2 separate regions of the Columba livia genome follow, and region 1 is linked to region 2. A link is a contact called in public Hi-C data. All regions are on one chromosome and are shown on one strand. The core of a region is the stretch at or near the end of the contact, and the rest is flanking DNA. Distances in the headings are between cores, read along the strand shown.

Evidence for each region. A called contact is a pair of places that touch in the nucleus more often than the background predicts.
Region 1: a contact with region 2 is called in a Hi-C map of liver, with 2.2 times the contacts expected there. The contact joins the promoter of STOM here to the enhancer-like site in region 2. A contact is called at or near these places in 2 of 2 Hi-C or Micro-C datasets (crop and liver).

What each region holds. Positions count from the first base shown.
Region 1 is chr19:2,092,641-2,099,053 of bColLiv1.pat.W.v2, forward strand. STOM (stomatin) reads left to right here and starts at 2,656. Exons shown (of 7, transcript XM_065035541.1): 1 at 2,656-2,886; 2 at 4,799-4,902; 3 at 5,641-5,713. The coding sequence starts at 2,838.
Region 2 is chr19:2,034,180-2,041,547 of bColLiv1.pat.W.v2, forward strand. All of the region lies in intron 1 of DAB2IP (DAB2 interacting protein), which reads right to left. Among named protein-coding and RNA genes, the nearest start is that of DAB2IP, 29 kb to the right of the region's middle. Within about 2 kb of position 4,397, at least 1 of the 3 cell types and tissues checked has an H3K27ac peak away from gene starts, as active enhancers do.

The DNA.
Region 1 (6,413 bases), core at 1,406-3,905, 57 kb after region 2:
TGACTTATGTAAATAATAAAGGCAAAATCCAAGGAAGCTTTTCTTTTCATAAGGCCTAGACATTAATCCATCTTCAAGTCCATTGTTTTCTAGCCACACTAAAATAAAACTCTTTAATTCCTTCATTTATTGAACAAAAGATGAGAAGACACTCAGACACTACTATTCAGTTAAAGTTACATTCCCCATTTTTCTCTTTCTATACTTAGCCTTTTAGTGCTTCAGGAGCCTCCACAGGCTGCAGAACATCTGATGGAACTAACTCAGCTCCCTCGAGGCATCTGGTGTGTGGTAAACGACTTCTGAGTTACTACGACCACCTGTTGCTAATCCTAATGCTTTTCTTCAGTATTTATGGAAAACCTAAAATTGTATTAAATAACACCACTCAGCTGACAGGAAAGGAGAGGGAACATCATTTTCTAGCACTGACCTGTGCAGAGAACAGGAGAGGGCAGCAATAACCCACAGCAGCTTCACCGCAAACACCCAGAGACAGTCAAATAAATGGAATTAGGGCCTATCTGATATGAAACAGAAGGCTTTCTCTTCTTTGAGCAGAATGCCAGCATAAATTTGTACCTAAGGACACAACGTTTTGCTGAGGTGTTGCAGCTTTGGATGAAGTAAGGCTGCCTGCTTCATGAAGGAGGAAGGTCTTGGTCGCATGTTTTTTAATGACAGATCGAATGAATAGGTGCTTCCTCCTCTTTGCTGAAATAAAGTAAACTAATGCAGTACGCTCCATTCAGATTAATCTTAAAAGCACTTAATTATTGGCACCAGCTTAGATTTTTCTAGTGCCAAATTTGCTACAGATGACAAGGTTTCATCAGAGCTTATCTACTCTATGGTTTCACAGAACCTGTGCCTCGCATTTCCAGCACATCCTTCCTCCCTTCCTAATCCCGTTGAGACACTCTAAGCCGCCCATTTGCCAGAAGACCCTAAGGCCAGCAAAAAAGAAAGATAAAACTGCAGACACTCAACTTCCTTACAATATTATGAGCTTCAATACTATATATTCTACTGTGTTCTGATCAAAATTGCACTGTGTGCTCTGACCAGTCATCCGTCTGCATCACGGCAGCCCCTGCTTCAGTCAGATTATACAGCCGATCACTTCATGTGATGCTGCTCTAACATATGATCATCTCCATCCTTTGATCTCTTCCGTTAAGGGACAGGACTACACACACACCTCTGTTCTGATCACGGTAATTAGGTTGTTTAGATTACTTTTGCAAGAGATGAACTCACACAGAACTGTAGACAATACAACAAAATTACAGAGGAATTACTAATATCAGAACAGCAGGTGTCAGCACTCAGAAATGCATTAATAGCAACTGTCCACAAGCACGTAAGTAAAAACAAAGTATAGAAAGGAATTTTAAAAGGTCATAAACTCTCAAGCATCTTGAGACAGATTTATTCTTCATTCCCATGTACTCCTAATCCGATCTGAGATCAGCAGAGTGCGGTAGTGGGAGCTCATGCCAGCGACAGACAGCCTGTTCATTACATATCTCCCTCTCACAGGGAAAGAGCGTTGGTTGTTCACTGATGCTGTTCACAGCCCTTGAAGGAACAGGACGTTTCAGCATTCAGTGCTCCCCGCACACGCATTCCTCTCCATCACCATGCTGCCCAAACAAAATCCTTGCTCCGCTGGTACACAACGGAAAGCAAGATCCAGGCTACCTCCATGGAGGAGTCTAACCACAAAATTATAATACCAACACACATAATAAACCTCTATGTATTCTAGCAGTCTAATACCGCTTTTCATTCATAGGCTGCAATGTGTTTTACAAATAAGTGAGCAATTACACACTGTCAGTACAGCAAAGCAATACAATTAATATAAGTTTGCATGTGCCACTCCCTGCCCATCAATTACCCACATCCCATAGGTGAGCAAAGCCTAAAGAACAGCCACGAACCACCTATAGCCCTCCTAACGCAGCCTGACACGAACTCAACCTTGGAACTTCTTTCAAGTGCGACATTTGTGATCCCTGGTGTGTTACGACCGTGTGTAACGATGTGTTTCTACACACACCTGTTTCTGCACGATGAATCTTGTAGAGAAGCAGCAGAGGTCACAACGTTTGCGTCTTCAAAAAGGGATGAAAGCTCCAAACTCTTCATTGATGTCCTGCAACAGGTCAGGAAGGAAAGCAGCAATGAAACTTGGAGTGAAGTTTTGAAAAGCAATTTTTTGTTTAGGTTTATTGTAATTCCCTGCCCGTTTTGGGCACATACTCCAGCATGATCACAGCATTAAATATGGCATGTAACAGCACGCAATAACCACTCACATGGAGCTGTTAACAGGCAAGTCTTATCAGTTTGAATACTACTTCTTATTCTTTTATTTCACACCACACTTCACAAATTACCGACTAACAACTCTCATCTGCATGTGAAACCCCACGAGGCCAGGGCGCGTCTCGAACTCTCTCCGGTGTCCACTCACCTCAGCGCCCCGCTCCGCGCTGCTGCCGCCGCCGCCGCCGTCGTCGTCGTCCTCCCGCTCCAGGCACCGCTCGGGCGGCCCCACGCTGCTGCCTCCCGGGGCCGTCCGGCAGCTGCCGCCCGCCCGGTGGCCCCGCAGCCCCCTCGCCGAGGGGCGAGCGCCCCCGCCACGGCCGCCCCGTCCCATCCCGTCCCGCTCCGGCCCCTCAGGTGCGAGACGCTGCGCGTGGAGAGCACGGCGCGCGCAACCTTCGCGGCCCCGCCCTGTGCTCGCGGGGCGGGGCGGGGCGGGGTAACGGGCGCGCCGGGTAACGGGCGCTCAGCGGCGGCTCCTCAGGGGAACGGCGGCAGCGGCGATGGCGGATCACGAGGCGGAGGGCGCGTCCAAGGCCCGGCGGGGGCAAGGTAACCGGGGAGGGGGGACGCCCTGGGGAGAGGGGCCACCCCGGGGGGCAGTGCCCCGCCGCCGGTCGCTCCCCGCGTGCTCCGAGTCCGGGGCGCTTTCTTTCTCTTTCGGTTTTAATGACGACTTTGTTTAGTCGCTGAGGGAAGTTTGCAGACCCTTCGGTTCTCCCCTCGCGGTTCCCCCCCGCTGTCCGCGATCCCGCCGGGGGGTGCCCGTTGAACGCTCCGCACCGCTGGAAGCAGCGCAGGGGCGGTGCGGGAGCATTGCGGGGAGTTGGCCACAGTTCCGTAACTTGGGGTTTTCTTTTTTTGGTGCGTTTCGTTTTCCTGTACGGTAACTCGGGTCAGCGAGGGGAAAGCTAACGGGATAATGAGGAGCAGAGTCAACAGGAGGAGTCCCCGAGGTGCTGCACCAGTAAATGAGAACGAACAGAACTGCGGGACTGGTTGTTTACACCGTTCGCGCTTTTCGTTTGTGCAGAACATTCCACAGGTGTGACTGGAGGAAGGGATGAAAGTCAATGATGTTTCCTCAAGTTGGACAATGAAGCTATAGTTACTTTTTACTTCTTGGTATTGTTATTTTAGTGGGTTTTGGCCTTTCGGTTGGTAGGTGTGAGTGTAACCCGGGTCAGGAGGTTTTAGAGGTGATGCACTAAAATACCACAACCCTTTCCATCCCAGGAGCTGGAGTGTTCTCCTGTTACCCACGTTGTTCAGAAACGCACTACAGACAATCATGCTTCATTTTACATTTGCTGTTTGCAGCTGGAGAAGGAAATGTATTTATAAGATGGCTCTATATACAAACGTGCTGGCTTGGTAATCTGAGTTGTTGTATAAATAACTGCAGATCCATTTGGGCCCCACGGCGAATGGCACATGCCGGTTCCTGTATCCTTGGACAGGATCTGTGTTACATTCTGTAAATATGTTGTTATTAATACCCAGCAGCGCTCACTCTGATGCTCCCCTTGGGGGGCCTGGCAAGTGGCACTCGATGTGTTACTGGGGTTGTTTCTTCTGTAGTTACCCTGTGATGTGTTGTTTTGGAGGCCAGTTATATTTGTCATAATAAAATATCTACAGAGTAAATGGCATTAGATGTAATTTAAATTATAGATGTAATAATCGTGGCTGTTTCCCATGTGAAATGCTTTCAGAAGCATCCGAAAAGGCATTTAGTTTAAATGGAAAGTAGTATTCCTTGCTATTCCTGGTTGCTAATTAGCGAACAGTTCAGCCCCAGCAGTGGAGTAACAGCCCTCGCTCATTCTCAGCCCATCCTGGGTCTGACGGAGCAGCACGAAAAGGCAGAGGTGTGTGTGGTGCCTCCTGCCCTGTGCTCAGCTCGTCTCCCGGGTACGTGCTGCTGAAATCTGGCGGTTGTTGCGCGGCTGGGGACGGTCCCTTCCTCGCCCGGTCCCTGGAGCCTGGCATGTTTGGCCGGTGTTTGTTTGGTTGTGTAGCCCTGGCAGCAGCAGAGGAACCGCGCTGAAGTGTGTCCCACACCGTCCCAGCCTCCGGCGCTAAGTGCTTATTATAAATTGTTAATACTGTTTGATGATCCAAGGAATAATGTCTTGCTAAAGTAATGGTGACTGTTCTAGTCAGCCTTAAAGGGATGCGAGGCAGATTCAATTAATTTTTTTTTAATATTCTTTCTCCTCGTGGTTTATTTTTTTAAAGAGGCACATAATCTATCACAACCTGAGCAATCCGGGAAGAACAGCCTGTTGATGAGCTTATCCAAGTCCCATGAGTGAGGTGTTCAGATAATCGCAATAAGAAAGCTCATTCCATACACTGTGCGCTTACTCAGTCTCGAAATTTTACGTTATTTGAGTTGTGACTTGGACCTTCACGTTCAACAGGTTTCAAAAACCTGAGAACTGGTGCTCTTTTCTTGCAGATGGCGCTGATACTGGCCTTGGCGTGTGTGGGTGGATCCTGGTGATCACTTCACTGTTTTTCACTATTCTTACATTTCCCATATCAATCTGGATGTGCATAAAGGTAAAACTTTACCGCTAAGCTGGATGAAAACTTGAAGCAATGCAGATGTTTCCTAGTGGCTATTATTGCTCTATATTTTATTTACTTGTTTTAAAAACAAATTAATTCTATTCTTTCTTGAACTAGAGCAGACCCAACATTTCAGTGCATTAGTCTTCAAACTAAGAAAAATAGGTACTGTAACAGTATATAAACTGGTTTGGAAGATCAGGATAATTGCAAGAATACGTAATTACTCCTGAAGGACTGTTTTGTTTTAAGGAGATCTCTCCCTAGGTATGTATGCCTGTAAATATGAAGTATGTAAGTATAAAGATAGAAGTATGTGCGTATCTGTGGCTGTATATGGCAGATTTTAGAGGGTGTGTCATCTGATCTCTTTGAGCTCGATATTTCGGTTTCCAGACCAGAGGAAAGATGTCCTGCTTCGTTTTGGCCGATGTCCCACGTCAGAATCGGAGCTGGTGGAACCTCAGGGTCACATACACGGCACTTAGTGTTGTGGTTGCCAGGATATTCCCGGTGGCCGCTCGCTCTGCGCAGCTGACGTGCTGCTGCTTCCCCTGGTGATGGATGGTGCCACAGCCTGCAGAATACTGATTGTGCAGTAGTGTCCTGATTGTTCCTTTTGCTGTTTGCTTTTTGATGATAAAGTTGAGGCAAAAATTCTCAAAAGCAGACAGGATAGAAACGTGTGTTACAGTAGTTTGGAATTGATCATGCGGCTCTTTATTACAGATTATAAAGGAATATGAGCGAGCCATCATATTCAGACTCGGACGCATCTTAAAAGGGGGAGCAAAGGGACCAGGTATGTCCTGGGGAGCATTTTGGTATCTGTTCTACTTAAGTCATTGGCAAGGCTGTCTAGAGACGTTGCGTTAGACTGACAAGTGGGTTTCTCAAGAGTTTTGTAACTTGCTGTAAGAGGAAGTTACTTTATACGGAGGGGACAGGAAGGACTTTCTCTGCGAGTCTTACCCAGATCTGCTAAGTTAACGCACAGTCTGCAGGTGGGATCAAAAGCACAGAACGTGAAGGGAGCAGCAATGGCATCAAATGTGCCATCTTGAAAAAAAAGTCAGTGTGGCAGTTAAAAACTGGATGGTTTGAAAGCCTCGATGTTTTTCAAAAGAAATAGAAGCAACTAAATTATTTGGTAGTTTTGAAAGTTTCCTGTGTACATATGAAGTTCTGATGAGAACTGAAAGAATCAGCTGTTGCTCCAGCTGCTCAAAGGGACAGGAGCGGGCGATCGCTTCTCCTTGCATTTTCATCCAGGTTTTGCACAACTTCCCCATTGCTGTAAAGCTGAAGAATCCCGGTGACCCAGCAGAACAGGAGGGTGATAGATTCTGTTTGCCACAGTTAGGGCCCACATGTAACTGGGGGACCGGTTTTCAAAAGTAACTTTTTGCAGTTCTGGGTATTTTTCCCAAATGTTAAAGTTCTCTGAACAAGTTAGACCTGAATAAACTGAAGTTTCTCGGCATACTCTTTTGAAAATCTTA
Region 2 (7,368 bases), core at 3,147-5,646:
CCACGGCTCATCCACCTCATGCAACCACAAAGCAAAAGAAACCCACAGAAGTGCTTTCTGCTTTTCCAAATATTTACAGAGGGCTGCAATGTGTTGGGTTTTTCCCCGCTGCAGGATACGATCTTCAAAGAGAACCTTCCTTGAAATCATCAGACCTCTGAAAGCTCCTCCACATTATCACACGTGGCTGCGTCCAAAATGCTGCTTGCTGTGGGCTGCACCAGGATTTTTTGTTTTAAGCTGTCAGGGTCGAGAGTGTCCCACTGAAATCACTGCCAACAGGACACCACTGCAAACCCTGCACGTTCATTTAGGACCCAGGGCTTATGAGCATTTCTGAAACTATTCTTGTACAGCAATAAACACGTTTGTTTTGTTAACTAATTCAAGGCATTTGAACTGACAGAATAATCAGTCCCCAGCACGCTCTTCCACGTCTGTTGTCCATGCTGCAGAACAGTTACTAAGCAGGGCAGCAACCCCCCAGGGCTGCGAGCGCTCCTGTTTAACCCACTCGGCATCGCCGCCTTGGCTGCGACTCCGCAGACGCTGCTACGGAGCAGGTCGTGATGTGTCACAAACACACGAACAAATATTAATACTGTTTACTTTTCACTTAGCAAGTGCGATGTTTTTGCATTTGCATCACCTGCTCTTGTGAATCACAGCTAGCAAAGAGATCATCGGGATTACGCTCTCATTAGTGGGGACGAAATACATTAACTCCTGTTTGTTCACGCTCTTCCCCCTCTCCTGATCTCCTCTCACACGCGGCTCCGGGATCAGCCCGTGGAAGAGACAGTACGAACACAAGCAGAGCACCAGCTGGAAGGGATCACGACCAAGCAAGTCGATCTGAGATTAAACTGTTCCAACTTCAAACAAGACAGGGAGGTACAGAGCGGAGTGAGCGTCAGAGAAGTCAGCAATGAGAAAACATCTCCCTCGACTCACCAAAAAGACGCCGCGCCCGTCAGCGACACACACGCCATGGCAGCGCGAGCAAGGCGGGAGGGAGAGCAGCGGAGCTGGCGGCTTCATCAGCGGCAGCGAGCGAGAGGGGAACGGCCGGAACGCCAGGGCAGCGCCGAGGGAGAGGAGAGTCCCGGGACAACCAGAGTGCACCAGACCCTCCGCCTGGAACAGACAACTAAGAGCGCATCGGAACCCAAAGCTGGTGGGACGGCCCCGCGCAGCCCGGGTGCTGCTCGCCTGGGCGCCCCATCTCCCCGGGGTGGAGTTTCTGCGAAACCAGAGGGAACAGGAATTACCGGTCTCCTGAGCGAGCAATTACACTCCGTGAATTAAATTTATTGCTTAATGAATTTAGGTGCTATTCCTCTAATTTCGGCATTATCTAATAACTCCTGCCTGCAAACCCGGCGGAGGGGAGGAGGAGGCGCACGGTGACAGAAGTGATTTATTTAGCATGGCACACAGTAGCATTTATGAATTAAAAACAATCCCTGGAGATTAGATATTTGTAGTGTCTGTGTGATTCCAAATACTCAAGAGAGGCTGCAGAAGAATCTGCATTTCAGACAGCTCCAGGTGGCCACATGAGTCCAGGAGGAACGACGGATCTTTAATCCGAATCTAAAGGGGTATTTAGGAGCTGCTATTAGAATAGCGGCACTTTTAAGAAGTGGAATATTACCCTGGGAATAAACAAAGACAGCAAATAATAAATACTGGGTTGAGTCAACTTGCCCCTTCACAAGTCAGGAATAAATCTGAATGGGAAGCAGAGGTGCAGAAATGTCTGAATTCCAGGGGAAAAGGTGAGTTAAGAGCCAAAGCCAAGTTACAGCTGAAGCACCTGTTGAAACCACAAACCTCTGCAGCTCCAGGAACACTGGACATCGAGACATTGCGTGAACCAAAGAGCCTTATGAGAACTGCCTGCAAAACAGAAAACAACTGGCAGAAAACATCAGCCCGCGCTGCTTCCCGACAGCTACAAACGACGACTGTCTCCTCGCAAAGTTGGACTAAGACCTTCTGGAGGAAAAGCTTTTTCTTTGTTAAATAATGATTTGAAGTGACATTGACCTTTGCCATAGCGCGCTGTGCACTTTAATGGATCTCATTTCATCTGTGTGTCAGGTTCCCGGATATCGTGTACTGTGTAGGATTTAATATTCCTCACACTGCTCCTGAGCAAGTGCTATTAATGGCTCTCGAATCCAGTACTGAAAGGAAAGCTGTGCTATTTCTCGGTGTACTTGATATGTATCAATTTCTCTATTTTCTCTAATATTACGCAGTAACTCTTTCCCCAGCAGCATGCTGAGGTGCTTTTTGACGCACACAAGCAGAAACGGGACTTGCTGCCGTTTTTCCTGGGGGGTTTGGCTGGCAGTTCAGCAGCCTCTCCCCTCCTGGAAATCTCCGTTTGGCCTTGCAGCCGTGTGAATGGGCTCCACCATCCCCAGCAGCGGGTCCAGGCAGCGACACTCTGATCCACAAACCCAGCTCCTCACTAGAGGGAGCTGAAGCCCCTTGGCTGGCCCAGGAACCCCCAGCGCTGACCGGGCGAGAGGACCGAGATCCGCGCTGCCCGGAGAAAGCCGCTTGTGACACAGACACAGGGCGCAGGATCTGTCCCTGCCGTTGTTTATCTGCCTGTTTGGCTGATGTTCAGTATCACCGGTGATTTGCAGGACTCTCTGTGTTCTGCGTGCTCCTCTGTACCTTCCACGGCTGCAGAGAGAAGACCCAGCACCACCGGTCGGCAAACGCCTCGGGCTGGCCGAGCTCCTGCTGCGGGTTGGAGCTCAGGGACAGGCACCCGCGGCAAACCTGCCCCGCTGGAGACGGACGGGGAACGGGCTCTTCACCTCAGGACACCGATGAGACGCGTTTGTCAAGAAGAAAATACTCCCAGAGGGCAAAAAGGCAAGAAGAAAATAGCACAAATGGGAAAGGAAAGCTTAGATAATTCTCAATATGAGGAGTCCGAAAATACACACGCTAAATTCTCTGTACTACAAACCTGAAGAAATAGATCTGCATCCAAGAGAAAGACAGAGCGGCAGCTCCCAGACCTGGGGACAGGGTGGGGACAGGGACATCCAGAAAATTAAGCCCCTTTCTAAAAACAAACAGCAAATGACGCCGATTGAGCAGCCTTTATTACGAGCTGCATTCTACTGTCTGCCATTTTTTTAATTAGATATGTGTATATTTATATATATTTGGTATTTTTATTCTTTATCAGTCCCCAAAATAAAACATGTATGATATTTGTCTTTCTTCGGTATGATGTCTAGAGAACAAATTTGTCCTTTGCTAATGGCACCTCATTAGGAGCCGGTTCTCCAGGGTGAAGCGGAAAGCAAGCACAGGCTTAAAAAATACATCAGGAAAAGATGAAATTCTAGCCTGGCTGGGAATCAGATCGTAGAAACTGCTGATACCCCAGTTAAACTGGAAAGCATGACAAAGTGGAGTGGAACATCAGCTCCCTCCTATGCAATGATAAAGACAAGCACCGCGGAGTCTGGAGAACAAGAAGTCAGCTCTGGGGAGATTTAAATGAGGTTCATCCATCATGCTTAACATTTCTGGAAGGATTCGCCCCCGTTCCCGCGCTGCTCTCCTGCAGCTCTTCATCAGCACGGCTGCTGCTCGCGGAGAAACCCCAACATGTCACTGTCACCGCCAACCGAAACCGTCACCTACAGACACCCTTGGAGAAGTAGAAGCGCAGAGCCCCACAGAGCCCCAGGGACAACCCCAGTGCGACCCGACATAGCCCTGGCTGCCATCCGGATGGGTTTCTCTCCTGTCAATGAGGTTCATTCTGTTGGCCAACTGTCCTGACATTCGCGTTGGGGTTTTCTGAACTGCTGACCTGGGCAGGCGCATCCAAACCAGTTCAGAACAGTTTCCTTTGTACGTGGAGTAGCAGTATAGATGAAAACTCGGAGCGGTTTAATTCTTGGCCATGTTTCCTGTCGTGCGTGGTGGCTGCTCTGACAGGTCTGTACTGGCAAAACGCGAATGAAATAAATAAATACTTAATTTATAAGCATGATTCATCGGAGATTTCATCTTCTGCAGCGAAGAAACAGATGTTCTATTGATGGCACTTCATTAGAGAGATAAATGGGGTCACATACATATCTCTGTTCACATCCATCTGCATAATAGACCAAACATTAAGATTTGGAATTCACGCAGTACATGCAGCTCTTACATCAGCCTGAAAGAGCCTTAATGCTCAGAGCCAATTAATCCAAGCTAGATTGCCTGAACACTGAAGGAACTTTAATATTGTTCAAGACAGCAGAAGGTTGGGATTGAAGCCTGGCTGTTTAGAACACAGCTTCTTGGGAAACGCTTAGAGAAGAACAACAGGTTTTAACCAACCACAGAGCAATAATTTTTGGTAGTTACTGCGCAAAATATTGTATCCATCCTGATGAAGCAACTCCAAGACAAAGCTAAAAAGCAGCAGCAACAGGAAAGCCTGAAAACACTGTTCACATGTTGTGAACAACGTTCGCCCCCCCTGGGGAGACTCCTGCGCTCTCACCAATTCCATCTTGGTAGTCACCCAAAATTCAGCTGGTCCTACAAGTAAAGTTATGTACGTGCACACCAAATGTTCTCACTTCAAACAGGCAGCCAGATGAAAACCTGTTCCCATCTAAAGGTATAAAGGTAATAACTGTTGACCTTTGAGTGCTAAAAATGTAAAAGGAAAATATCTTTCATTTAAAACTTGCTCGTTTGGTTACCATGGACACTGCTTAATCATGAAGGATGACTATTACTTGTTACCATAGTAACCAAGAAGCTTAAGAAGCATCCTGTAATTTAACTCCAGATGCCAAATTTTACACCAGTCCACCTATTACCACATTTGGATACTTCAGAACAAGCCCAGGCTTGATTTCCAGCTCTACAAGAAACGCGCTGATGCAGAAGTGCTGTGAGAAATCAAAAATGCAAGCACATAATGTACAAAGGAGGCTTGCACTTCAAATAAATTGGTTTCTTCAAAAAGAAGCATTAAGTGCTCGGCATCTGAGGATGCCTCTTTCAGTGTAAATGTTAATGAAGCAAAACTTTGACCGTCTTTATTCTCGGCGACGTTTCTCAAAGTCTATACAATTGCAGGGCGTGTTTTTCCCCAAAGTGAACGCTTCAGCGCTCGATTTCAGATGAACTGAAGCGCTGCAGCGTGGCCGGGACCCACACAAACTGCAGGCGCGGACCAGGACGCCCAGCCTACCGACCTACAGGAGAAATGTGTCCCTCACGCAAGCAAAAAGCAACGGGCAGGACAAACCTTCCACGTTCAGACATCAAATGTGCTGCTCTAGACAGCCTTGTACAGTGTTTCTGCTTGTTAACAACACCCGCGCCACTCGCCCAGCGTCACCCGTCACCGTAAGGCTTTGCCTTCAGCAGCTTTGGCTGCTCCAGGCCTGGGGACATGGGGCTTCCAGAAATGACCCGTGCTTGACGCCGTATTTTGACCCTCACCAGTTCTATATTGCTTATGAAAGCACAGCTTTCAAAAGTCCATCCATTTTCACATTAGCTGATTTCCAAAGGGGCCTGAGGGAACTTACATTAAAATCCTGCCCCTCCGGCTGTATAAGTCAGGGAAACGAGTAAGGAAGTTCTGGGGTTTGTGTACCTTTATAAATATACATACATACAAACACGCAAGCAATTAATATCTACATTTAAAACACCATCTCCAGTGTTTAGAAGGGAAGCAAAACACCTTTACCTAGTGCATGAGCTGAAAAAGCAAAACTGATAACGGCCAAATATGGAAAGTGACCCAGCTCGTTCCCATCTCTATTGAGAGCGGAGTAAATTAAAGGATTATAGAGTGCCTTCAGTGCAATAACTTAAGGGATTAGTGGCACACTAGAAGACCTTTAAGGGAAATACAGGTTTAAAAGCTTTAAAAGGCAGCTCTGTGTCTAAATTGTTTGGACTGCCACAGCTGTAAGGAGACAAACTGACTCTAATACATAAGAGATCATGAGAAGTCTGCTGAAACCCCTCTAAGCACGCTTTTGGAAGCAATTCTTTTTGGGCCTCAGCCCAGGGTTTTTAACCTCTTTCTCATTTATTACCTGTGGCTTTTAGATAAAACCTCGCTCTGCATTACTTGGGAGCGACTCTGCTACTGCTTTCCTTCCAGAGTAATCAGCCTCTCTTAGCAACGCCGGCAGGGGAAAGTGAGGATATTACCAGAAGGAAAGGACTTAAAATAGAGATAAAGCAAAAGATGAGTCGGTTGGACTCGGTGATCCTGAGGGTCTCTTCCAACTGAAATGATTCTCTGAGCAAAAAGAGACACCAGTCAATCTTGGAATTGCCTCAGAGCTGCTGGTACCATTCCCAGATTTCTGTCACAGCATTAAATGAGCTGTTCCTTCAATAGCAAAAAGTTACTCTTAAGCAGTATTGACAATGTCACAATTTTATCAAGACTGTTGTCGTATTTATTCACCTCTTGAAGACGCAGCTTCTGGGACCACAGGACATTCGGGCATGGGACTATGGCCACGATTTTAGAGAAAGAACATGGGAGTCAAAACTCCTGAGTTCTCTTCTTACCTTGGGGCAAAAGGAAAGTCTCCAAACAACTCCGAGCTCTGGGGTTTGTGCCACTGCTCGATAATTGACCATCCATGGGATTTCCTGCACGTTATCCCTGGACACCTCACCGGATAATGAGAATGCATCTACCTAGGCTTCTTGGAAGTCCATGAACTACTTCAGTTCTTAGAAACACATTAAAGGTTGATGAGAACTCTATGTTTTTGGAAACAGAGGCTGCTCCTTCTGCTTCCGATGACAGCAAGAGGCGATGGGCTATTTGTAAATCTTGCTTACATGTGGGTTCCCAGCTCGAAACACCAGCAGGGCCTCGGAGATTCACTGCTGCTTCCCATGGCTCCTCCTGGGAGGTTTTAAAACTTGGTGCATTTTTAATCTAGTAGGAATTGGCACATTTGTCACAAAAAATACCCCCTACGCTGTGATGTTTCTGCAGCTGTGACGTCTCCTGATGGAGCTGGTGGAGCTCAGGGTGGCATCACCTGAGCCATAAGGGCAAAAGGAGCTCCAGGTGTCACCACCGACCTCCTGCCCAAGGGTCTGCCGAACCTTTGCCTCCAGAGACAATAAACTCACTCTAAATGTTTATCAAATGTATCCGTAAAATTCTAGATCCATTGTTTTCGTACCCAAACAAGTCAAGAATTCCTCCATCCCGCACTACTTCCCTAGTTGGTAAATTTAGCATAGATTTTTATTAGACAATTAAGCACTGAACAAAACCAGCGCGGTCCCAGCTGGAGCACTCGCACTAAAACCAGCCCGGCTGCCAGC